Linked DNA regions of Mus musculus: regions 1 and 3 are each linked to region 2. The links are chromatin contacts, called in public HiCAR-type and HiChIP or PLAC-seq maps. All regions are on one chromosome and are shown on one strand. Each heading gives the region's core, a stretch centred on a gene start, on an enhancer-like site or on the middle of the called end of the contact. The rest is flanking DNA. Distances are from core to core; before and after follow the strand shown.

The links. HiCAR-type assays count read pairs that join an accessible place to other places. HiChIP or PLAC-seq counts read pairs in DNA pulled down with a chosen protein or histone mark.
Region 1: a contact with region 2 is called in a HiCAR-type map of fibro-adipogenic progenitors, with 4 times the contacts expected there. The contact joins the enhancer-like site here to the promoter of Zfp758 in region 2. A contact is called at or near these places in 5 of 115 datasets of contacts at active chromatin or transcription factors (bone marrow-derived macrophages, embryonic stem cells, fibro-adipogenic progenitors and 2 more) and 1 of 9 other capture datasets (embryonic stem cells).
Region 3: an H3K27ac HiChIP or PLAC-seq map of the NIH/3T3 cell line shows a contact between it and region 2, with 6 times the contacts expected there. The contact joins the promoter of Zfp945 here to the promoter of Zfp758 in region 2. A contact is called at or near these places in 16 of 39 promoter capture datasets (the 3T3-L1 cell line, 3T3-L1-derived adipocytes, the C10 cell line and 10 more), 5 of 484 Hi-C or Micro-C datasets (CD8 T cells, Sertoli cells, cardiomyocytes and 2 more), 4 of 115 datasets of contacts at active chromatin or transcription factors (the NIH/3T3 cell line, astrocytes, embryonic stem cells and 1 more) and 2 of 9 other capture datasets (adipose tissue and macrophages).

Annotation. Positions count from the first base shown.
Region 1 is chr17:22,079,735-22,082,531 of GRCm38.p6, forward strand. No RefSeq gene overlaps it. Among named protein-coding and RNA genes, the nearest start is that of Zfp947, 85 kb to the right of the region's middle. Within about 2 kb of position 1,542, at least 148 of the 459 cell types and tissues checked have an H3K27ac peak or open chromatin away from gene starts, as enhancers often do. A contact at or near this core is called in embryonic stem cells and fibro-adipogenic progenitors, where this site is marked.
Region 2 is chr17:22,360,001-22,362,923 of GRCm38.p6, forward strand. Zfp758 (zinc finger protein 758) reads left to right here and starts at 1,453. Exons shown (of 3, transcript NM_001347330.1): 1 at 1,453-1,707. The coding sequence starts at 1,582. Zfp944 (zinc finger protein 944) reads right to left here and starts at 1,400. Exons shown (of 6, transcript NM_176962.4): 1 at 1,168-1,400.
Region 3 is chr17:22,865,868-22,868,783 of GRCm38.p6, forward strand. It overlaps Zfp945 (zinc finger protein 945), which reads right to left and starts at 1,267. Exons shown (of 5, transcript NM_001110254.1): 1 at 1,114-1,267.

The sequences.
Region 1 (2,797 bases), core at 292-2,791, 280 kb before region 2:
CATCTTTTGCCTGAGTATATTTTATTCCATATGTTATTTAATCTTCATGGCTCCACGGGAAAACATAATTTTCAGTGCAATAATACCCATTATGATAGTGCCATTGTAAAATGAAACAGTTCCTGGCTGCTACAGATTTCCCCTATGATGATAACCCTTGTAATTCCACATGAAAGTAAAAATGTGTGACATGGGTCTCCTCTTATATATACTTATACATATATACATTCACACACAGGCATACAAATTATATATGTCTAAAAATAAGAACTCATTCTGAATGTTGACATAGTATTACTACACAAAGTTGTGTTGATAGTAGCATATATGTAACTCTTTTTATGTATTATATTGACCCTACGTTTCTCTCATATCAAATACTTCTCCAGACATTTAACAGCCACTTGGATGGTCTCTTTCTATGCCACTGCCCAAGTAGTTTAGTGTGACAATGGGAAATAGTAGATGGATGGCATGCTGTGGAAAGTCATACAAAATTAATGAGAATCAAAGCGGAAAAGGACGATTTTTCTAGAAAAAAAAGTGACTATCAACGTTTATGTCATAAAACTAGGTCAGGCAATGAGCAAGTCCTGACACAGTATCTCCACTAACAATGTCTGCGGACTACACAGACTCAGCAATGAAATCTCCAATTCTTTTAGAAACCCTGTAATAATCTTAAACAGGGGATATTCCAGAATATGCAGAATAATGAAAGAAAGAGGGTGTTAAGACAGTCATCACACAAAGCTGACTTTACCTTGACTTAAAAAAACAGATGAACAAAAACAAATTACAAAGGAAAAAGTTATAGAGTAGTTGCAAGGATTTACATTAACAAGCAGATTCTCTTTAATGGATACAGAAAGGGAACGAGTTGATTTCATACCAACAATGTAAGACTGTTTCAAGATCCACAACACAAATAATTCAAAGCACAAAATATGTAAACCAGTGAGGGAAGACACACCACCCTGTCAACACATCCATAAAACGTCTGGGGCAAAATGTCACACGGGTTCACTATGAAAGCACTGAAGAATATGAGAACAGAAGGAATATACCTCAGCATAATCAAGATATAGTCAACATTCTAACTAATCGTTACATAATTTGAACACAGTCTCCATCATTCCACTGTATTCAGAAGAAAGAAAAGGACGTGCAATAGCTTCACACTAACTCATAACAGTGTATGAGTGCTTACAAAGAGCAAGTAACACTTAGAACATTTTCCATGAACCAAAAAAGAAAACAAGGGATGTGCTCACAGCTCCGCGGACTTTCCCGGTTCGCCGCCGTCTCCCCTGCGGGGGGACCCGGCCTCCGCCGCCCGCACATGGCCCTGCTGAGGTCCCTCTGCCTCCTTGTGCCTCTACCGCCGCGTACGCAGCCTTCCCGGGCCCTGCACGGGAGAAGCGGGCGGGCTCTGCTGCCATGACAGGCTCTGCCGCGCACAGACGGGGCTTCCTCGGCCCGCAGCTGTTTCCGGGGTCCCCGGTTCCCCCCGCCGCCGCCGCGTGACTTGAGGCCCGCCGGTGTTCCCCGCTGCAGAACTGTGACCGTTCACCGCAGCCGCAGAGTGAGGTCACTGCCACCGCCCACAGCCACGGAGCGAGGTCACAGCCGCCAACGCATGCACGCACGCACACAGATGTGGATGCGGTGGTCAAGGTGTCTCTGCGACCCCCACCAACCCCGCCCCGCCGGACGGACACCCCAAGGTGCAAGGAGAAGGCCTTGAAAAGGCCGCCTTTGGGAGAGAGGAGGGTCGCATGTGACCGCGAAGATGGAACCGCCATCCCTGTAGTCCCTCCCCGTTCATATATACGTATGTATTCATGAATGCGTATGCAAACGATGCTTAAATGTGTCTGTGAATGTCCCCGCCAATAAAATTGCTCTTCATATGCCAAAAAAAAAAAAAAAAAAAAAAAAAAAAAAAAGAAGAAGAAGAAGAGAAAACAAGGATGCAGTTTTTCCCAAATTACATAATTTGGGAAACATGATTATTCAATTCAAAAACTATAAACATTTCACAAGAAAGCTCCATTCTGATAATACTCTTAATAAGCTATATAAAACTACAAGAAAATATCACTTGGTTTTATACATTGCTGGAGAATATGCTGAGAAATCAGCAGACCACTCATTGTGGTGTAGAATTCAAATTGCTAACAGGGCCTTGTAAGCTACTGGGCAAACAACTCATGAGCTATTGTCCTCAGATACTGAATGCTAGCTAGTGCTGCAAAACAAACATGTCCAGCAAAGTAGGCTCACCAGCACAACAGTCCCAAGACAACTTTTAAGTAAGAGAAGACTTTCTGGTTTGGTCTGAGGTCAGCCACAAAGGAAATGCATAGCTGGTATTAGAAACCAGCCAAAAGGTAATGACTGGAAAGATCACAGGCCCAAGACAGAACCTATCCCTGATTATATATATATACTGGAATTGCCTTGAAATGATTCTACTTACACCATAGCCTGGTGCTGCTTGAAAGCCTAATAAATCATACAAACATAGTTTGCAACAAAAAATTGTCATTTGAGAGACTACTGAGTATAATGAATGATGTGTGTGTGTGGGGGGGGGGGGGTGAAAGGTGGTAAAAGCTGGAGGAAGGGTTATGGAAATCCATACTGTCATATACCAGCACAGTTGTAATTATGGATACATGACAGCCTTGCTACCAATACAAAACCTGCTTCAAAACATACATGAAACATGAGTGGGATGAATAGGATGAAAATGTAACAAGGGATGGGAAAGGTGATTAAGAGAGGGTCTTGC
Region 2 (2,923 bases), core at 203-2,702:
ACACATCTGGCAAACCCTCGCTTTGCTGCTGTACCTTTCTTTCTTGAACCCATGCAAGCCACTATGTGAAGGATAATGCAACACAAACTTAATTCAGAAACAATAGTAACTCAATCTCTGGGCACAACCCTGAAAACCTAATCTTGTAAGCCTTGTACTCTTATTCTTCTAGTGGTTGATCCTTGTGGATCTGCCATGATACTGGGACACTCAAGCAGCTACATCTTACCCATATGCTGTCTTGGTTCCAAAAGGACCCGACTCTCTCTTGTTTACTCTCTTCCTATGTCCAACCTGAAAGTCCCATGTACTCACCCAGTGATTGGCTCCTATATTCATTAGGGGACTGGTTCACAAGAACAGGCCCATCCACAGTAGAGGAGGAAGAGGAAGAAGAAGAGGAGGAAGAGAGATAGAGACCAAAACGTTTGGATTATATAGGGAGGCACCTCTAGTGGAAGGGCAACCAGGACCCTGGGCTGAAAAGTTAGGATTGAGGGCAGGGCCTCTCAGGTTGGTAGAACCCTGAGGTCAGGTCTGCTTTGATATTTAAAATATGCACCTCAGTCCATTGTCCTGGCATCCAAAACCAAACAGTATCAAAGGAGACAACTTTGGCTAGGTGCTTTCTTGGCTCCCGCTTCTTCTCTTGCCCCCTATTCTCTCTTCCCTTCTCTTCCTTTGTCCAACTCCACCTCTCTCTTTCCAATCACATCCTGGTTAAGTCTGGACCCTTACTTTCTGAGTCAGTCAAGTCTGCCCTGGTTCCTCTTTTTACTTCTACCTACAAAGCCCTCTGAGGATGCCTATTTCCCAGGCCATAAGCCACTCTCTCCTGAGTAGGCAAATGATGGGTCAAGGGAGTTAAGAAATCTAAGTTCGAGAAGCTTTGTAACTGCTGTTACAAAGAGAACCCCGTGTGCAAACTACAGTACTGCAAATGTTCTACGACACTATTTTCGGAAATCATTCTGGTAACCATAAGATAAATGAAAACAAACAAACAAACAAACAAAGCACGATACACCCAGTTCATAGGATCTCAAACCTCCTGACAATGATAAAAATCCACAGCATAATTGTGAGCGCGGCGTCCTTAAGAGCAACTGCAGAAAACAAGCCCCTGCTCCGCTCCAGCCCATTTCCCAGCCCCGCAGCTCCTCTGACCTGGAAGGTTCCAGGGCCGCCGGGCTGCGGTGCCCCCGGCTGCGCGGCTGATGGCTGACTCTCCCAGGTCAGCACAGGAAACCGCATCTGAGGAGAGTTACGGCCTTCGAAAAGAACCAGGCCAGGGTAAGTCGCCCGCAGTGGGAGTAGAGACAACTTGGCTCCAACAGGTACCTAAGGGGACGCGGTTCCCAGTCTCTGGCCACGATCTTTGGAGCGGCTCCCCTAGCCCCGCCCAGGACACCACGGTTCCGGTCACGTGACAGCGCTAACGCCTTCAGGCCCGCCGCTTTCACTTCCTTAATTACGTTGGTAGAGTCCGTCCAGCTGCGTTCTCTTCTAGGTCGCCAGCTCCAAATGTCCAGGCCAGAATGACGTGAAAAGCCACCACTCCCCTTGCTACCTGTGTAATCCATGTGTACTCGAACTGAGCGCTGGTTTTTCGGCCCCAGTTTCCTTCGGAAACCGGAAAGCTCCTCAGACTCTGTTTTGTGGCTGCGGACCTGGGAGAGTCAGCAGCGCAGCCCTGGAAGGTCCCAGGTCAGAGGCGCTGCGGGGCTGGGAAACGGGAGGGAGCGGAGCGGGGAGGTGGGGGGGGGGGGGGGGCTTCCGCAGCTGTTTTTATGGACGCCGCTCTCACAGTTCTGATGTGGATCTCTTACAGTTGTCAGGAAGTTGAGATCTTATGAACAGTTGGTCTATCATGGTTTTTTTTCATTTATCCTCCAGTTAACAGAATATTCAGTCGTAAAATAACTCATTAAAAATGATAGACCAGTTGTATTATCTGCTGTTTGCTATTGTGTCAATCACAAAGCTTACGGAATGTAAATTTATTCATATTTTCTAACTCCTGTGTTTTACTAATTGCTTATTCAAGAGGATACGTTTTACCCTGCTATGTAGAACTTTGTGTATATAGTAATCATATGAAGAACCAGTGCACACTTTTTTGAACGAGAAAATATACTTTGTGTTATGCTACGGCTATGATTGTAAACATTACTATTTACTAAGCATACTTTTTATTGCCCATGAATTATTCGTCTGAGTTGTATGCAGTTTAGGATGTAAGTAAAGCATTCAGAAATGCGTCTTCATATGCTGATTTATTTTTTAAATTGCCTAATTTTTACTAGATATTTTCTTTATGTATATTTCACATGTTATCCCTTTTCCTGGTTTCTCCTCCGAATACACCGCCTCACCCCCTGCTCCCCAACCCACCCACTCCCACTTCCTGGCCCTGGCATTCCCCTACACAGGGGCATAGAACCTTCATAGGACCAAGGGCCTCATCTCCCATTGATGACCAACTAGGCCATCCTCTGCTACATATGCAGCTGGAACCTTGAGTCTCACCATGTGTATGTTCTCTTTGGTTGGTGGTTTAGTCTCTGGGAGCTCTCGGGATACTGGTTAGTTCATATTGTTTCTCCTATGGGGCTGCAAGCTCTTTCAGCTCCTTGGGTCCTTTCGGTAGCTCCTCCATTGGGGACCCTGTGCTCAGTCCAGGGGTTGACTTCGAGGATCTACCTGTATATTTGTCAGGCACTGGCACAGCCTCTCAGGAGACAGCTCTAACAGGCTTCTGTCAGCAAGCACTTGATGGCATCCACAATAGTGTCTACGTTTGATGACTGTATATGGGATGGATCCCCAGGTGGGACAGTCTCTGGATGGTCATACCTTCAGTCTCTGCTCCACACTTTATCTCTGTAACTCCTTCTATGAGTATTTTGTTCCCCTTTCAAAG
Region 3 (2,916 bases), core at 17-2,516, 510 kb after region 2:
TGCATGCTGGTCTGGCCTTGTTAGATATCAAAGGAGCTTAGGAAAAATGGCTAACTGAGGTGCCTATTAATATATCATAGTGGACATCTTTGGATAACTGTTTCCTTGGCACCTGTTTCCTCTCTTGGGAGCCTCCTATTCCCTAACTCCCCCTTTCAACCCCCCAAGTCACGGCCAGGTTAAGTTTGGACCCTTCCAGATACCTCTGTTCTCTCATACTGTGAAGCCCAAAATTAACATGTAAGCACTACCTACCCAAGAACCAAATAACTTCCTAAAATGCTGGGAGTTGTAGTTCTTGGAAAAGTAACAAACTCTCATGGGAATGTATGCAGGTTTGTCTTTATAAACTCCTGTAGCATGAGGCCAAAGTCCATAGCTTGGTCAGTATTTAATATTTAATAATACTTGCCCAAATGGTGGTACTGATTTGTCTCAGGCAAATCTCAGGATTAACATAACTTACAATAAATTTTCTCCTCAACCATACCTTAGAGCAGTCACGTCCTCAGTTTTCAGTTGTAACTCAACATATAAAGACACATTTCTGACTGCAGTATTTACATCACAGAGTGTGCACATCTAAGATGGAAACCAAAACCAAAACCAAAGCAAAACGGGGAGTAAAGCTTTGCCCAGTAATATTTAAAGTTCACAGCTCTAACTATGGTGCTTAGTCATGTATATTTTCTGACTCAATCAAATCTCAACTGGTTCTTCAGATGACTAATATCTGCAAAACTCTCCGAGGATGCCCATTCTCCGGGCCAATGGCCACTCTCTTGAATAGGAAATGGTGGAACAGGGGTGTTAAGAAAGCATGAGTGAATTTGAATTCGAGGAGCTTTGTAACTGCTGGAGCAAAGAGAGCTCTGCGTGCGAACTGCAGATTCTGCAAATGCTCTACGAGATTATTTTCGGAAAATATTCTGGCAACCATAAGATAAACGAAAACATCACGATAAACCCCCAGTTCATAGGATCTCAAACTTCCCGACAACGCTAAGATAACCATGGCAGAATTATGAAAGCGGCGTCCTTAAGAGCCGCGGAGGAAAACACACCCCTGCTTCTCCGCTCCCACCCTTTTCCCAGCCCCCCAGCCCCTCTGACCTGGGAGGTTCCCGCTGCCGGGCTGCTGACGCTTCCAAAATGCTCCCAGAGGCACCTGAGTCTTAAGGAAGTTTTCGGGTACCCTAATACACGGCCGGGTTCTTCCAACCCCACTTCCAGACCGTGCGGCTCCCTGAGTTCTTCAGGGAAAGGTGGAATTTCCTGTCACTCACGCTTGTTTTCTTAGAGAAGCTCCTCCTGTACCCGCCCAACATAGCCCACTTCCGGTTATGCGATTCCTTTAAACCCGCTTACTATAGGCCTGTTTTACTTTAATTTACTTTACTTCCCAGCTGGTTTTGTTTTGCCCCACCCCCACCCCCCTAAATCATCTGCTCAGACAGGGGTGTCCACCCATCAGGAACAGCTCCTCCCACTCAGTTTTGGGCAGCCTGCCACACAGCTCCAGCTGCCAGACCTGGACTTGCTCTTTGCTCTCATCATCCCCTATACTTGTTGCCAGGCTTGACCAGAATTGGATCAAATAGGATGATGCACCCAGTATCTGACCTCCAACATGGGTTCTGATCCCATCAGATATGTTATTCTAACTTCCCCTCCTTGGAATACCAGCACACACACACACACACACACACACACACACACAGAGGAGTAAATTCTGATGCTCACTCAGATCCTTTTCCCAAAACAAAATAAAACAAAAATTGAACGTTGTTGCCTCTAAACACTAATCATATCTGTATCCCCTAAGGAAAGGAGCTTAAATATCCAATATACAGAACTGAAAACCAGAGTCATGTTCAAGAAGGTCAAAGTTTGTAAAGTATGTTAATAAACTCAAAATAGGAACAAAATGGTTGTGGGCAACAAAACAATAGCAAATGCCTGAAGGAAGTAGTGACAATATAGAATATGCAAACTGAATTTAATAAGTAGTGCACACTGTAATTCCCCACTCCCTACAATTCTGGCCCATACTTCCAACTAATCTCCTTCTCTCTCTCTCTCTCTCTCACTCTCTCTCTCTCTCTCTTTCTCATATTCATTTCGATTCATTTTGTTTTGTGACCCATCATGATTAATCAGGATCATCTGTGAGACACTGGTTTTGGAACTATGTTTTGGAACCTGCTGGTCTCAGCAGATGAGACACAACTAAGCACAGTGATTTCCCCTTCTCCTAAAACTGACTTATTGCCACAGTCAGGGTGGGGTCCTGTGACCCTCTCCTCTTTGGAGACTGATTGTAGCTAGGGTTAGTCTTGAGTGAGGTCAGTGCAGGTAAATACAGGTGCTCTGAGTCACTGACTACAATAGTTGTATGGAATCTGGAGAATGACATGTTATGGCCATCTCATCTTTTCTCCTTACTTCTTTCTCCTTCCTCTTCCTTAATATTCCCAGAGCTATAGATGGCATGATGTAACTGACTTGTTTATGATTGTGCCCATATACATTGCTTATTTTCTGCATATTTGACAGCCTCATCTTTCTGCATTATCACTGAATTTTCATACGGAATTTTTGTCCTTTAAGGAAAGGAAGGAAGGAAGGAAAGAAGGAAGGAAGGAAGGAAGGAAGGAAGGAAGGAAGGAAGGAAGGAAGAGAGAAATAGCCCGTTTAGCATCCTCCCAGATATTTTTTTTAAACTACCAAAAGGACAATTTGTTTGTAGATGTTTTCCTGATTGTTCTCTATAATTCTCTGTGTACACCTATATGTGCCTGCATAGGCTGGGGAAAAGATACTCTAGAATTATCCTAGTCTCTTTACAGAGTCTAGCTAAGAAATAGACTTTTCATGATTATAATGAGGACCATATTTCTCTGGTGTGTTTTGAGG